Regions from separate parts of the Mus musculus genome. Here regions 1, 2, 4 and 5 are each linked to region 3. A link is a contact called in public HiChIP or PLAC-seq and promoter capture Hi-C data. All regions are on one chromosome and are shown on one strand. The core of a region is the stretch at or near the end of the contact, and the rest is flanking DNA. Distances in the headings are between cores, read along the strand shown.

Region 1 (2,700 bases), core at 76-2,575, 600 kb before region 3:
CTTATTTCTTCTCAGACTCAGTGGTGTGCATTTCAACCCAAGTCCCCTGTGTCTTCCTGAATAACTGCACTGGCCCGTGCAAGAAGCAAAGGCACGGGGTTCTGCAAACCGTAGCAGACCAGATGATGAGGACAGTGGGAGGGTCCCTGGGCTTCTGCTTTCTGTTTCTGTTTACTCTTTCCTTTCTGCTGTTGACCCTTCCAGAAAATTTTTCATCTTATTGAGGACCCTCAGCAAATGAGAAGCGGCCTTGTCTTGTCACTGGGGAGAGGGAATTTTACAAATGATGCATTGTACACAAAGAAACACAGCTTAGAAAGTGTCTTCTAGAGCTAGCGATTCTGGGTCAGACCAAAGCATCTCTTGAATTGATCTTTAAAACTTAAGTGGGTAAAGCCAGGCACACAGGGGTGAATGAGATGGGTGTAGACTTAGGACTTCAGGGTAAAGACAGAGTTGGTCTATCAACTATGATACATATGTGCAAATACCTGCACTGTAATGACAGTAGTCATGGGTGGAGACATACAAGAATTCTTAGCATTCATAGGTAAGACCAGCATCTCAACAATCATGACTGTTCAACTAGTCAGTAGCACGGTGTTGAATGTCACATGACCCAGGAAGCCTATAGACCTGATCTCTGATATTGTAGACTTCTCAGAAGCGTGCACATCATTGATATAGAACACCATAGCAGGAACACACTGAGGTCTTTGGGAAGGCTGGTGTGTGTCATTGGGATTCTACTGTGTATTCATTGCGACGCTAGACAGATGTTTAGCTTATGAGCTTCAGCTTCCTCAATGTTAAGATGAGAATAACAGCCTGACTTACTATGCGACTTAGTCCTTCTTCTGACCTCCTCATTACGTTCACTTGTCCCCTCACCTTGAGCATATTTGCCAGAGCATGGATAAATGACTTGCTGGAGAACTCTTATCTGGTTCTTTCTAGAAGAGTCTCATGACATTCTTTGCACAGAACACACTCCGTGTGTGTGTGTGTGTGTGTGTGTGTATCATGTTCAGAATAAACATAATTCATTTTAAGAAGTATGTGTTTCAGAATAAACCTAATTCATTTTAAGAAGTGTGTGCTTGTATGTGTGTGTGTGTTTCAGAGTAAACCTAATTTATTTTAAGACATGCAAAGCACAAGCAGAGAGGTCAAGGTCATGTGTCTTTGCCAATCGTTTCTCCATCTTAGATGTATCTGTGTTCTTTTGAGACACTCTTTCCCGCTGACCCTGAAGCTCATCAGTTGGACTATGCCAGCTAGTGAGAAAATCCCAAGATGCCTCCTGTACCCACCTCCCAGAGCCGGGGATGCAGGCGTATGCTAGTGTGTCCCACTTTTTACTTGTGTTCTGCGGTGGAGGTCACGTCCTCCTGCTCTCACTGCAAGCACTTTACCTAGCAAGTCAGCCCCCCTCCCTTGAACATTTTTGGAACAGATTGCCACAATAGATTTTTCTCAAAACCCTGTTTTCTCTTATTCAAATAAAGCAATGCTAATTTTCCTTATTGGAAATTTCCTGGCAAGTTTATTTAATCAGCTCATGAGTGCTTCAGGTCCTTATGTGGTTGCAGAGTAACAGTCCCCTTAGTCACTTCCTCTGTTGGCTGGGAACTAACTTGGTCTCCAAGGTGACGTACCTCACACTGATCTTGGTGGACGTCAACATCATGTGGCTGGCATGCCTGCCATCGATCAGTTTTCCCCGAAGAGCCTCTGTGACAAACTGGTTGAAGTGTTATTTTTAGCAAATTGATGACTCTTCTCCTTGTACACATGTCTATTTGTCTGTCTGTAGTACAGCTAACCCTGGTCCAAGAAAGCTTTCTCTATCTTGCTCAGTCAGCTCCATCCATCTTAGGAGTTTCATGGTGAAGCAAATGGTCTAAAATCTTTGGTGATTGGGGGGTGGGCGGGGGGAAGGTAAGTTAGTGCTAGGATTTTCAATCGTGGTATTTTGAGCCTTTAAATCATTTGTAGTCAGCATCCTGAGGTGAAATTGTCTTGAATAGTTCATTCTTCCAGGTGTTGTCTTAGGCTTCCTTGCCCCTGCTTACACTGTTTACTCTGTCAAAACTGCTATTCTTCATTTGTTTATTTACCCAGGAATATTTCTTCCATACTTATCTGAAGGCAGGCGCCATGCTGTATGCTAGGAACTCTATAACAGACAAAACCAGATAATGTCTCTTAAGTGTTGTCTTCAGAACAATGGGAACCCCTTTAGTAGGGCAGTGGATACTGTCAAACGATTAGATGGAGATCATTCTTGCTGCCAAGAATAGACTGGCAATGGGGGTTGAAATGTGGAGATTCCTGCTTCTGAACATATACAGGAGAGACTGGTATGACATAGCCACCCAGGACAGATAAAGGACTCAAAACAAGGTGGGCAGTGATAGCATAGCACTTGGGAGGCAGAGGCAGGTGGATTTCTGAGTTCGAGGACAGCCTGGTCTACAGAGTGAGTTCCCGGACAGCCAGGGCTACACAGAGAAATCCTGTCTCTAAAAACCATAGATAGATAGATAGATAGATAGATAGATAGATAGATAGATAGATAGATAGATAGATAGATAGATAAAGGGAGGGGAACCTCAAAACCTCACAGATACAGGGTGATGGCAAACATGAGGTTAATGTCATCAGGAGAGAGAGAGACAGAGAGAGACAGTCACACAG
Region 2 (2,700 bases), core at 62-2,561, 700 kb before region 3:
TTTTTTTTCCCCCCTGACTCAAAGCAGGGGAAGAGGCTAGAGAACTTTTCATCTCATTCAATCCTCTGGCTTCCCCCTCTCCAGGAATAATAATAGCAAGGGTCTCATTCACTAAATAAAGCTTAAGGCCTGAAGTCTTTTGCAGTCTAACACCTTCATTCTATACTTGCTGAGCCCCCTGGAACCAAAGGTATTATTTTCCTTTTTCCACTCCAGAAAGGCCACCAAGATAAACCCTTGCCAAGGATATCTGACTAGGAACTGGCAGGGTTGGGATTTAGTTCTTACTTTTAGAGTTTCGGTGTTTGCAGGGCTAGGTATGAAACATGGGTCTTCATATACACCAAGACAGTCACCACGGAGCCCTATCACAAGGCTCCATTCCCAGCCTCTTAGACACCAGCTTCTGACCGCCTTCAGCCTTATCAGTCTATGTTCTAGCTCCCAGCATGTGGTCTTACTCTTCCTAGTCACTGCACGGCATCACTGGAGGCATGCATGGGAGAATTTATGAAGTCATATGTCCTTTCTCCATGGATGGCATTTCCCCTGGCTGCCAAGGGGGCAGTCTCCCTGAGGGCAGGGAGAAGATTCACCAGCCATCAGCATCACACCTTGAATTAGCCCCAGAGCTGACAGATGACTGGCCCCAGATCTCTCTACATGTGTCAGCAAGAAAGGAAGTAGCAGAAAGAAACTTTCAAGCTGTGGTTGACAACATGAGCTCTGGATCTGGGTTGTTCTGGGATCTACTCTACCTCATATGCCCAATTTCATACCAGACAGGAGCCTTTCTGAACCTGCTCACTCCACTGTAAGCTAGAGGAAAGGAGAGGAGCTACCCAAGGGGCTACTAGGAGCTTGACACCCCACCATGACATGACTGCTCCTCAGTGTGTTCACTATGGCTAATGAAACTGTACAGGAGTTTAAAGTGGACCCCAGAGTACTAGACTCTGCTTACATTGCCCAGCCAGCACTCCCAGAAAGACTCCAGCAGGACCACACATCCCTTTCTTCTTTCTTGCCTCACATCAGACCCTGAGAGCATCCTCTGCCTTCCTCCACATTTTTTACTTTCTGATCCTGTTGTTTTAAGACCTAAATACTAGATAGACCCACTACCCCATATTCCAGTTCCTGCTGGAAGCCAGTTGGACCTAGGGTAACAGGAACGTTGGTTGGCAGCTTCCTCATTTCCCAGATGGACAAGCAGATGAGGCCCTTCTATTATGGGATGAGTTAATGAGTCCTGCGCATGCACAACACATATGCACACGTGTGCGTGCACACTGTTCTGGGAATTCTGCCACGCCCTGCCAGAATGATGTGTCCCCATCTGCCTCACAATACCACCGTTCCCAGAACGGTCTGTGCAGGAGAACGGAGGCTGTATCTTCGGACCCACTCTTTTGCCATGCCCCTTTTATTTTTCTAATTCCTGACACGAAGCAGCCCTTTGCAAGAAGGAGCAGAACCAGACCCCAAATATGGACGTGACTATAACTGAAGCATATGGTTTATACTTTCATCTTCCCCTCTGCAGTAGCCTGTGGCTCCTGGAGTCCTAGTTCCATCTTATACCAGTTTGGGCTCTAGAGGAAGGAAAGACAGATGCCTCCCACCCACAATTTCCATGCGAGCTGAGCTGGAAGACCCCTGAGGTTACAATACCACTCTACCCACCCCAGAGGTCTATATGGAGAATACATCTGCTGAAAAGTTACAAGACCTGCTTTTAGGGAACTCTTGGGGTGGGAATTTCACACTCTGCCTGATAATAAATGCTTTCCTTTCTGTTCTCAGTACAAAAAAAAAAAAAAAACTTTAAAATTTTTTTGAAATAATTATAGACTCACAAGAAGTTGCAAAAATTAACAGAGTAGTCCCATATACTTATCACTCAGCTTCTCGAATCATTTTACACAATGTGTTATATTATCAAGAGCAGGAAATTGACATCAGCACAATGCACTTAACTTAACCAATACAATTAACTTGATTATAGACTTTACTCAAATGTCACCCACTCTGTGTATGTGTGTGTGTGTGTGTGTGTGTGTGTGCATACACATGCTCGAAGTTCTATAAAATTTTTATTAGATCTAGAGGGTTTTTAAATTTTTGAGACACTTTCAGATTTATATACAGCTGTTAAAAAAAAAAAAGACAGATCCTGTATGTCTCATTCCCTCTTAGTAATGTCTTTCAAGGTTGTACTGTGACCAAGACATCCCTGCAGGAAGCACACATCACAGCACTGCAGGGGGAGACATTGCATCCCCACAGGAGGCACACACACCACCATCTCCCGGATCCCTGCTCTCTTTTTCAGTAGCTACACCTACGACCCTGCTGTCCACCAACTAGTCACGCAGACTGATTCCTACCGCTTAATTCACTATCTTGAAGCTGTTTAAACTGCACTAGTTGCTGTGCCTATTTTAGAATAATTTATCCTTATCTATAAAAATCTTTCTTGGGTTTTACTAGGAATTGCAGTAATCTCAAAGAAATCAATTAGAGTGAAAAACTGATATGCTTAATCCATCAATCTGTGAACATGGCTACATATCCCCATTTAGTAAGATGTTTGCTTCATTTTTATAAAAATATGTCATTGAAAACATACAGACTCAGTGCATATTTGGACTATAAACACTTCGGGTTTTAGCAACCATAAATAATAATATTTTGTTT
Region 3 (2,700 bases), core at 60-2,559:
TCAGAGAAGTGGTCTTCACAGCATCCTTTCAGGGCAGACCTCCCATAGGCATACCTTTGAAAAAGTTTCCTCCCCTCCCTGGGTTTAGTTTCTTTACCTACAGAAAGGAGTGCTATGCCTCAGCAGTCTGTAGGACCCCAGGCTGGCTCGCCACAGTACTTAGTCTATGTGTGATGTTTATGTCTCCCAGAATTCAAACTCTCTTGATGGTCACTCGGGGAGCACAGATTGACCATCTGCTTACAGCAAACACTGAATTCTGAAGACTAGAGACAGAAGACACAGATCCCCCTCCCCCATGACAATGAACTGGTGGGGAAGAAGGATGCAGCTGTGTAGGTGGGCTATGTGCAGGCTTGGGTAATAAAGAGACTGCAATTTGCATGGCACTTTCTAGAAAAGCCTCCTTCGCAAACCTGGGGATAATTGAGCTGAATTTTGAGGAACGGGTAAACAGGGTGGGGACTTTACTGGCTTAAGTTGCCAAGGAAGCCTCCTCAGCAGTCTGCAAACGCTGCTCTCTCACAGAGTTTTTTGGTTTTTATTTTGTTTTGTTTTGTTTTGTTTTGATCTTATACTCTGTTGGGAAAGCAGGAAGGGGAGGGAACAGGTTTGCCTTAGTTTCTCTAGACACTCTGTGCTGTCCTTCTCTGTCTAGCAATGTTAACCGTTTTCTTTCCTCCTTATTTTTATGTCTTCCTCTCTAGATGTTTTCCTCCAATGTATCCCTTCTCCAGGCTCCCCACATATTCCCTTCCACGCCCCTATTTCTCCAAGCTCCACCACCATCCCGCAAGAGAGTGCCGCTTTCCTCTTCTCTCTTTTTCAGTACTTTCTTTGAGGTCTTTGCTTTCTTGAACTTTCCCTCAGCCGCCTTCTGCGATCCCTCGGTGTGGGCGTTCCTTTGTGCGCTTTTCTTTCTTTGTGTGTTCTCTGTATCTCCGTGACTTTTCCTCTCTCCCTGCATCTCTCTTTCTCGTTCCATCTCCCTCTTAGCTTTCCCCTCCATTTGATTTTAAACCCATCAAGATCCAACTCTCTCCCTTCTTTGGCCCGCCTGCCGCCCCCAGGGAAGGCTGGTACGCGCGCTCAACTTTGGTCCCCAACTTGCGCGCTGCTCCGTTTCCGCAGGGCAGAACAAAGCAGTGTCCCAGCAGCCCACAGAGAGCCTTCCCGCCACCCGCCACCCGCCACCCGCCCCGCGTGCTCACCCACCTCAATTGCAGCTCCGGGGTACGCCGGCTCCCCGCGATCCCCCCCCAAGGCCAAGTCCGAGTGCTGCCCGCAGCGGCCAGCAGCAGGGCATGCCGGGAGGGCGGGCGGGCCGACGACCCAGATCCACCCCCGGCGGGGCGGCCCAGCCAGCGCACCCAAATCCCCCGCTGCCAGGCGCCGCCGTCCCCGCCAGGCCCCTGGCCGCCTGGGGATTGGCGTCCCGGGAGGCCAGGGCAGCTGGGAGACAGTCACTGACGATCGGAGGACCCCTCCACGTGCACCCACGGAAGCCAGGGCAGGATGCATCCACACCCACTGCCCTCCAGCTGGACAGCCTGGGGTGGGGGGTAGGAGCTCCCACAGTTTACACAGTGCTGGGTCGCTGCCCTAGCTGCTGTGTGCAGATTGATTGTAAGGACTCAATAGCTGTGAGCGATTTGACCTCACTTCTCTGTGCCTTGCCGCCCTCCTCTGTAATGACCCTGGAAACTGGTGTCAGGGTCAGTGACACACTGCACACATTTTGGGGCAAGAGCCTGGCCCAGGGCTAAAAGTGAACCAGTAGCCTAACTTAAAGAGTCTTGCTAAACACTGCCTAGCCAGGACCCTGGCAGGCAGTCGTGCGTTCTAAAAATCCTACTGCAGAGAGAACATACCTCACGGGTCAGGACGCAGTCCAGGCTGTTGACAGTCACCAATAGGCTGCTTTCGGGCCTAAAGATGCCAGCTGATAGCAGCAGTTTAGGATTCCAGGCCCCCCCTCCCCCCCCCCCCCCCCCCCCGCAAAGGCTTACGGAGCAGACTATTCTGGGTAAGGATCCCAAAGTCTATAAAGACCATGTTTTACAATGAGAAGTGAGTGGGCTTTGGATGGTTAGTTATATCCTGATCTGCCCTGAGGAAAAGGCAGAGCCTGCATAGGCCGAGTAAAACGTGGGTGGCCTGTCCAGATCTAAAACAACCCCACTTGCAAGGACCTAAGATGACAAGAACCAAAGGATGCAGGTGATTTCTCCATCAACTCGATGCAGTATCTGCAAACCAGAGCCTATAGTCTCCTCCAGACCCCAGTCTTTTTGTTTAGTTTGGTGTGTTTGTTTGTGCTCCTTTTTTGCCCTGCTAGAGGTTGGATGCAGGACTTCTTGCATGTGATACAAGTGTTCTACCCAATGCAAGGGATGTCACCTCCAGACAAGCAGTCCTAGGTTGTATAAGGAAGCAGGTTGAGCATCCCATGAGGAGCAAGCCAGTAAGCTACACTCCTCTGAGGTCTGTGCTTCAGTTCCTGCCTCCAGGTTCCTGCTGAGTTCCTTCCCTGACTTCCTTTCAGGACTGAAGCCTGTAAGGTGAGATGAATCCTTTGTTCCTCAAGTTGCTTTTGGCAATGGTATTCACAGCAATAGAAACCTACCGAGTGCAAGAGGACACTGAATGTCAACATCCAGTCTTCGTATGCACCGCACAGCCTAGTGGTAGAGTGAACCC
Region 4 (2,700 bases), core at 142-2,641, 640 kb before region 3:
AGGAGGGGAAGAAAGGAGAGAAGATGGTAGGAAAGAAGGGAAGATGACAAGAAAGAAGTGGAAGGGAGGAGCAAGAGGGAAGGAGAGGGAGGGAGGGGAGAGTAGCGAAGAAAATTCAAGAGAAAAAAGGAGAGGAGGGAACCAGAGAGGAGGAAAGGGGAGGGAAGGGGAGGAGAGGGGAGGAGAGGAAAGGAAAGGAGAGGCAAGCGGAGACAAGAGGAGACAAGAGGTGAGGTGGGCATGGCATGTCTTTCCAGGTGCACCCCCAGTGACTCACTCCCTTCAACTAGCTAGGCACCGTCTCTACTTATCTATCACCATCTCTCAAAAGAGTACCACTAGATAGGGTCTAAGGCTGTGTAGAGACAAGTCCTAGCACCTCCTCTCTATAGAAGCTCCTATGAGAGAAACTCTTCACGAGAAGAACAAGTAGAGGTTTTGAAATCAGGCCATCTTGCTCTGCCTGATTAACCACTAGGTTCCCTCTGTGGCTATGGGCATTTCTGTCTTTGGCCACTTCCTCAGACACTGCCTTCAGCCTGCAGAGCCTGGCTTCCCTCCAGAAAACTGGAAGCTAGTGATCCAACAGGCTTCCTCCGCCTGGCCTGGCCACAGCGCTACATTTCCTAGAAACTCCTGTAACCAGGTAGGGTCTTGTGACCACATTCTTCTAGCTGAGAGATTTAAGCCGCTTTTAGATCTGGCTACAAAATAATGTCCCTATGGCCTTCCTTCCTTCTTGCTCCTGTCTGTCTACTGCCAGTGGACCTTTTAGCATCCCAGATTACTAAACAAACGGTCTTCTAGCCTCTCTTCCATCTTTAATAATGCCATATGGAGCTTATGTAATATGGGGTAATAATTTCTGCTGGGTTAAATGACTGAGTTCATCTTTTACAGCAGTTAGCTTTGTACTTTAATGGGGAACCCATGTGGAAAGGGCAGGGGGAGGATCTAGAATCCAATTCCATATTTTTCTTATTGGGCACAATCCCACAGAGAACTAAGGTCCTCCTCTGGGTTTAGACATATGCCTGGCCCCTCATCTGCTCTAATTTCTCTATACTTCTTTTCTTCCCTTTTCTTTGCCCTTTCTCCTAGAGTCCCCTCATCTGATCAGATTTGCCAATTTCCAGGCACAGGGAGGAAGTGGTGCCTGTGGTGACCTCCAGAGAGTGCCTCTCCTCAAGGCTGCCATTGGCTGTCTACTGTGTAGGCTCCTCTGCACCTGATTCTGCCTTTGTGTTAGGATCAGGGGTCTTCCATGCTCTGCTCAATCAGATGTGTCCTGGAGGCAGGGTCAGGCTCATCACCCTGGGGAGGGAGGAGTGGAGAGTGGCTGACAACTCCCTTCTGCTCCTAGATTCATGGGAAACCTCATATAAACACTCCCTACATCTCCACAGCCACCCGCTGCTAATGCTGCCTCCTCTCAGGCTCCAGGTGCACACTGACTGGGCCCCCTGTGGATATATGGTGTCCCTGTTGTCATGACAACCAGCCAGAGAGACTGATGGGCAAGTGTAACTTCATTGCTGCAGGGAGGGCAGAGAACAACAGGGCACACGGGGGGAGGGGGCATTTAGAAGTGTGGAAATACAGAAGCAGGAAGAAAGCTGTAGGGATTTCTACATGCTGTGTTCATACCGCCTGTCCTGTCTTTGGAGAGAGTATCTTTCTCTGCAAAGCCAAGACTCTGGCCTTCCTCTCTGAGCACTTCAAGGATTTAAGAGTGGGCTCTGGGAAGAAAGCATTGAGGAGAAACATAAGGCAGTAGTAAGTGAGTAGCATTTATCAGATGTTTCACAAATCCAGGGTTAGCCCTTACTGCTAGGGTGATGGCAGAATGTCAAAGGAATTCCACGAACAGGCAGAGGAACCAGCACTTGCAAAGGCACTGGCACAGAAGACACCATGTTGTGAGCAATGATAAGTGGGAAGAGGTGAGACAAAGAGAGGTCTCTGGGCAGGAGGTGAAGGTCACAGAGGGTCTTAGATTCTGAGTGCCTCTGGGACAACTCTCTCTGAAGTGAGCTATGGTTTGACTTGGCTATGAATTTTTGAGGTCCCCATGCAGAGATCAGATGGCATCAAAGTGGAAAAAATGGGATGCAGAGGTGCCAGAGAGGGATGCTGAAGCTGAGTGTGTGCTCAGTGTGTGAGTGTGTGCTGAGTGTGTGCTGAGTGTGTGCTGAGTGTGGGCTGAGTGTGTGCTAGGAGGACCCCACTAGGAGAGAAGGAAATGAGAACAGAAAGCAGAGAGATCTTGGCATCTCAAAAAAATAGCAGACACTGGAAAGGATGGTTCTAGGCTGTCTTTGCTGGAAGTATAGTGTAGAAGAGAAAGGAAGCCATCAAGAAAACACCTCCATAGCATGGTCAAGCTTTCTGCATGGGCGGTAGGCTTCCCAGGGGCAGGATACCTATTTCTTCTTCTTGTGACTTATTTGAGATTCTGGGAAAAGTACTTGATTTGCAGCCACGTGGGCCCAGGATCTTCCTTGTGCTGCACACACCCAACTATGTGGCCAGCACAGCTACTCTGCACCTACTGGCTGTCATCCAGAGATGGGGGGTGCTTGTGCTAAGATCCGTGAGCTCTAGACCTTGTGACTTGAAGAACCACAGTGACCCGTTAATCTGGGAAATGCTGAGAGTAAGTCACCCTCACACCTGCTCTGAGATAGGCTAAACCCACCT
Region 5 (2,700 bases), core at 17-2,516, 780 kb before region 3:
GGGGCTCTGGGATGCAGATTTGCACTGCACTAGTGGGGATTCCATTGTGGGGAATTCATTTCAGAAATCCTGACGCATCTATGATCAGAGGCACCAAGCTGCTTTGTAGATCCCCCCACATCCTCCTGCACAAAGCTCTCCCTGTATCTTCCCAGCTCAGTGGGACCAGCTGCCTGGATGCCTTCCCTCCCTGACTCGCATCTCCTCTACCACCCTGGACTCTCATGCCTCAATAGCTAGACATCCCGTGCTCTGCAGAAAGACCCCCATCACAGTCCTGAGTTTAAATCATAGCACACCCAGAGGGAAACCAATTCCATTCTGTGATAAGGTCTCCAAGGAAAAGTCAGAAAGATAAATAACTGGGAGGGAGAAAAGATGTCCCAACAGCACATTACCTGTGAGAGGGAGGGGGCTGTCCTCCTACTGTGCCTTTCTTTTGCTTTTAAACAGGGTCACAGGGGCCCACCCTTAAAACAGAAGCCCAAGGGAGAGGGTGAGCCCCAAAGCAGAGTGATTTGACACAAAGTCTTTATCTCAGTCAGGTCCAGCAGAGGCCTCTGGGCTATCAGTCACATTGAATATATTCACAGTACCTGGAGACAGGTCCATCTTTGGAGTTGGGATCATGTTACACATGGACTTTGAGTTGCATCTTCAAGTTGAGGGACAATAGCAGGAATCTAGCAGAGCCAGGCTGTGAGCCAGCAGGCACAAAGCCTGCAGAAGAAGGGACTAGATGGCAAATAGGCAATGCAGATCTAGGAGCACCCAGACAGGGCACACATGAACCCACACAGTGCCCCATATCAACCTCTGTCACAACACATCGCTTGCCACATCCTAATTTTCTCTTTATTTATTGTCTCCCTCAGTTGCCTGTAGGCCCACAGTGAGCAAACACTGCCAGCAAAATCATGCCTGAGAAGATGCCAGCCAGGAAGTGAACAGAACTTCACTCATTCATCTTGGTTCATTGGATAAGAAGACATTAAATTGGCATGGTACAAATTAACATGAGGGGGAAAAAAAACTTCTCAATGATGTGTGCAAATATGTCAGTCCTGCAAAATATGGAGAAAGGCCCCGAGGGCGTGTGCAGTATCTGGTAGATCACTATTGTAGGTGGAAAGGAATGAGGGCCTAGGCTTCTTAGGGGAAGGTAGTATTAATCCAAGTTATGAGTGGTGTGGAGAGGAAATGTCTACTGTGTATAGGCTGCCTGTTGTGCAAATTAGGTTTTCAGCTGTCCAGTTGCCCTCTGAGGAACAGGTCTGGCTCCCTCTAGTGTTAACCTTCAGTTTCTGGTTGATAAGAGTCTTAGGGAACAGATTCATCACAAGTGAATTCCCCCAGAAGGATCTGTCTCTGGCCAGATAGAAGGAGCTCTAAGAAAACCTTCACCTGCATCCGGAGGCTCCCCAGATTCCTCAGCTCAGAGTCACCAGCACATTACCGTGTCACATTTGGGGGTGGCATTTTCCAAACTCCTTCATGTCCCATACATATTTGCTAATGACTGGGCAAATAGGAACAGGGGTTGGCAGACCTACAGAATCCTGATGCACACTTTATCTTGAAGAAGGAGGCTTTGTTAGAATGGAGAAAGCTTACACTGAAAGTTCCTAGACATCTAGCATTTTAAAACAAATTGGGCTTCAGCTATAGTATATTTTAGTGCATGCTTCCACAGTACCCATGACGTGCTGGGTTTCATTTCCAGCACCCCACAACCCCAGTGTGGCAAAGTATGCTTGTAATCCCAGCACTCAGGGAAGGCTGACAGAAGAGTTGGAGTTCAAGGTCACCCTCTGCTACATAGTGAATTTGAAGGCATCTTGTGCTAAATGAGTTCTTCTCTCCAAGCAAACAATAAACACACAAATCCCCAAATTAAACCATTCATGAACATTTCAGCTCACTTGATGATTGGTTTATTAGCAGACCCTAAAGGCATGTTGCTTGTCCTGGAGGTCCCCGCATACAGTTGTGAGAGTCTGCACTTCATCTACAAGGCCGAGAAATCTGAATCTAAATTCTTTAGGAAATTTAGCACACTGTTTCTGAGCCATCTCTCCCAGCTGCAGTTTCTTCATTAATAAGATAGAGTTCCATCTCTTGATGACTCTCAACAACTGTGGAGTTAGATGCCTGTTTATGAGTATAAAATTCCTTATAGGCTTGCCTGTGGAGTTCGCGCTGGTGTTCATGATTTGAGAGAATACACAATGACAAAAAACTCCCAGGAGACTCCATGATTCTTTTAAATAAATTTGCATTTAGGAATCAGAGCGATTTTTCGATTAGTAGCAGGCAGGCAAGCAGGGGAGATAGAATATTATTTAGTTATTTTGACAAAAATTGTGTGAGCCCTGGAAGATGCTCACAGCCCAGATGTCCCTGGGCCTCCTTCCTGCCCTGAGGTCCTCTGTAGTAGGCCCAGGAGTAAGTCCCACCTTTTCTAATAATTCTGACCACTAACGTATAACTTCCCAATTAAATTTCACTCATTTAATCCTGATGAAACCCAGTGTCTAGGCCTAAGGTTGATCCAGGTCTCCCTACTGAATTAGTGGAGCAGGATTCCAGGTTTTTTGTCTGAGGACTTTTCAGCTGAAGCATTCTGCTTGCCCCTTCAAGACTTGCAGAGAGTCTCCTGTGCCTGTTTACCATCTTACTGTTGAGGTAAAACGACCACCT

What was found. Promoter capture Hi-C pulls out the DNA fragments that hold promoters and counts their contacts. HiChIP or PLAC-seq counts read pairs in DNA pulled down with a chosen protein or histone mark.
Region 1: a contact with region 3 is called in a promoter capture Hi-C map of hippocampal neurons, with 5 times the contacts expected there. The contact joins the enhancer-like site here to the promoter of Tmem98 in region 3. A contact is called at or near these places in 4 of 39 promoter capture datasets (the 3T3-L1 cell line, the SN4741 cell line, hippocampal neurons and 1 more), 4 of 115 datasets of contacts at active chromatin or transcription factors (embryonic forebrain, embryonic stem cells, neural tube and 1 more) and 1 of 9 other capture datasets (embryonic stem cells).
Region 2: a contact with region 3 is called in a promoter capture Hi-C map of hippocampal neurons, with 6 times the contacts expected there. The contact joins the enhancer-like site here to the promoter of Tmem98 in region 3. A contact is called at or near these places in 1 of 39 promoter capture datasets (hippocampal neurons), 1 of 484 Hi-C or Micro-C datasets (cortical neurons), 8 of 115 datasets of contacts at active chromatin or transcription factors (cardiomyocytes, embryonic basal ganglia, embryonic forebrain and 5 more) and 1 of 9 other capture datasets (embryonic stem cells).
Region 4: an H3K4me3 HiChIP or PLAC-seq map of embryonic hindbrain shows a contact between it and region 3, with 7 times the contacts expected there. The contact joins the enhancer-like site here to the promoter of Tmem98 in region 3. A contact is called at or near these places in 8 of 39 promoter capture datasets (the HPC-7 cell line, the SN4741 cell line, embryonic stem cells and 4 more), 1 of 484 Hi-C or Micro-C datasets (cardiomyocytes), 8 of 115 datasets of contacts at active chromatin or transcription factors (embryonic forebrain, embryonic hindbrain, embryonic limb bud and 4 more) and 1 of 9 other capture datasets (embryonic stem cells).
Region 5: a contact with region 3 is called in an H3K4me3 HiChIP or PLAC-seq map of neural tube, with 7 times the contacts expected there. The contact joins the enhancer-like site here to the promoter of Tmem98 in region 3. A contact is called at or near these places in 4 of 39 promoter capture datasets (the 3T3-L1 cell line, cranial neural crest and second pharyngeal arch cranial neural crest), 2 of 484 Hi-C or Micro-C datasets (cerebellum and nephron progenitors), 10 of 115 datasets of contacts at active chromatin or transcription factors (cardiomyocytes, embryonic basal ganglia, embryonic forebrain and 7 more) and 1 of 9 other capture datasets (embryonic stem cells).

Annotation. Positions count from the first base shown.
Region 1 is chr11:81,410,421-81,413,120 of GRCm38.p6, reverse strand. It overlaps a transcript of Asic2 not described here. Among named protein-coding and RNA genes, the nearest start is that of Gm42084, 150 kb to the right of the region's middle. Within about 2 kb of position 1,325, at least 20 of the 459 cell types and tissues checked have an H3K27ac peak or open chromatin away from gene starts, as enhancers often do. A contact at or near this core is called in the SN4741 cell line, hippocampal neurons and pancreatic cancer cells, where this site is marked.
Region 2 is chr11:81,511,197-81,513,896 of GRCm38.p6, reverse strand. It overlaps a transcript of Asic2 not described here. Among named protein-coding and RNA genes, the nearest start is that of 1700071K01Rik, 61 kb to the left of the region's middle. Within about 2 kb of position 1,311, at least 16 of the 459 cell types and tissues checked have an H3K27ac peak or open chromatin away from gene starts, as enhancers often do. A contact at or near this core is called in cortical neurons and hippocampal neurons, where this site is marked.
Region 3 is chr11:80,808,975-80,811,674 of GRCm38.p6, reverse strand. It overlaps Tmem98 (transmembrane protein 98), which reads right to left and starts at 1,309. Exons shown (of 7, transcript NM_029537.2): 1 at 1,216-1,309. Gm31228 (a long non-coding RNA gene) reads left to right here. Exons shown (of 6, transcript XR_001780272.2): 5 at 2,546-2,700.
Region 4 is chr11:81,452,977-81,455,676 of GRCm38.p6, reverse strand. It overlaps a transcript of Asic2 not described here. Among named protein-coding and RNA genes, the nearest start is that of 1700071K01Rik, 120 kb to the left of the region's middle. Within about 2 kb of position 1,391, at least 26 of the 459 cell types and tissues checked have an H3K27ac peak or open chromatin away from gene starts, as enhancers often do.
Region 5 is chr11:81,589,692-81,592,391 of GRCm38.p6, reverse strand. Gm11418 (predicted gene 11418) reads right to left here. Exons shown (of 4, transcript NR_167971.1): 2 at 597-720. It also overlaps a transcript of Asic2 not described here. Among named protein-coding and RNA genes, the nearest start is that of Gm11418, 3.7 kb to the right of the region's middle. Within about 2 kb of position 1,266, at least 1 of the 459 cell types and tissues checked has an H3K27ac peak or open chromatin away from gene starts, as enhancers often do.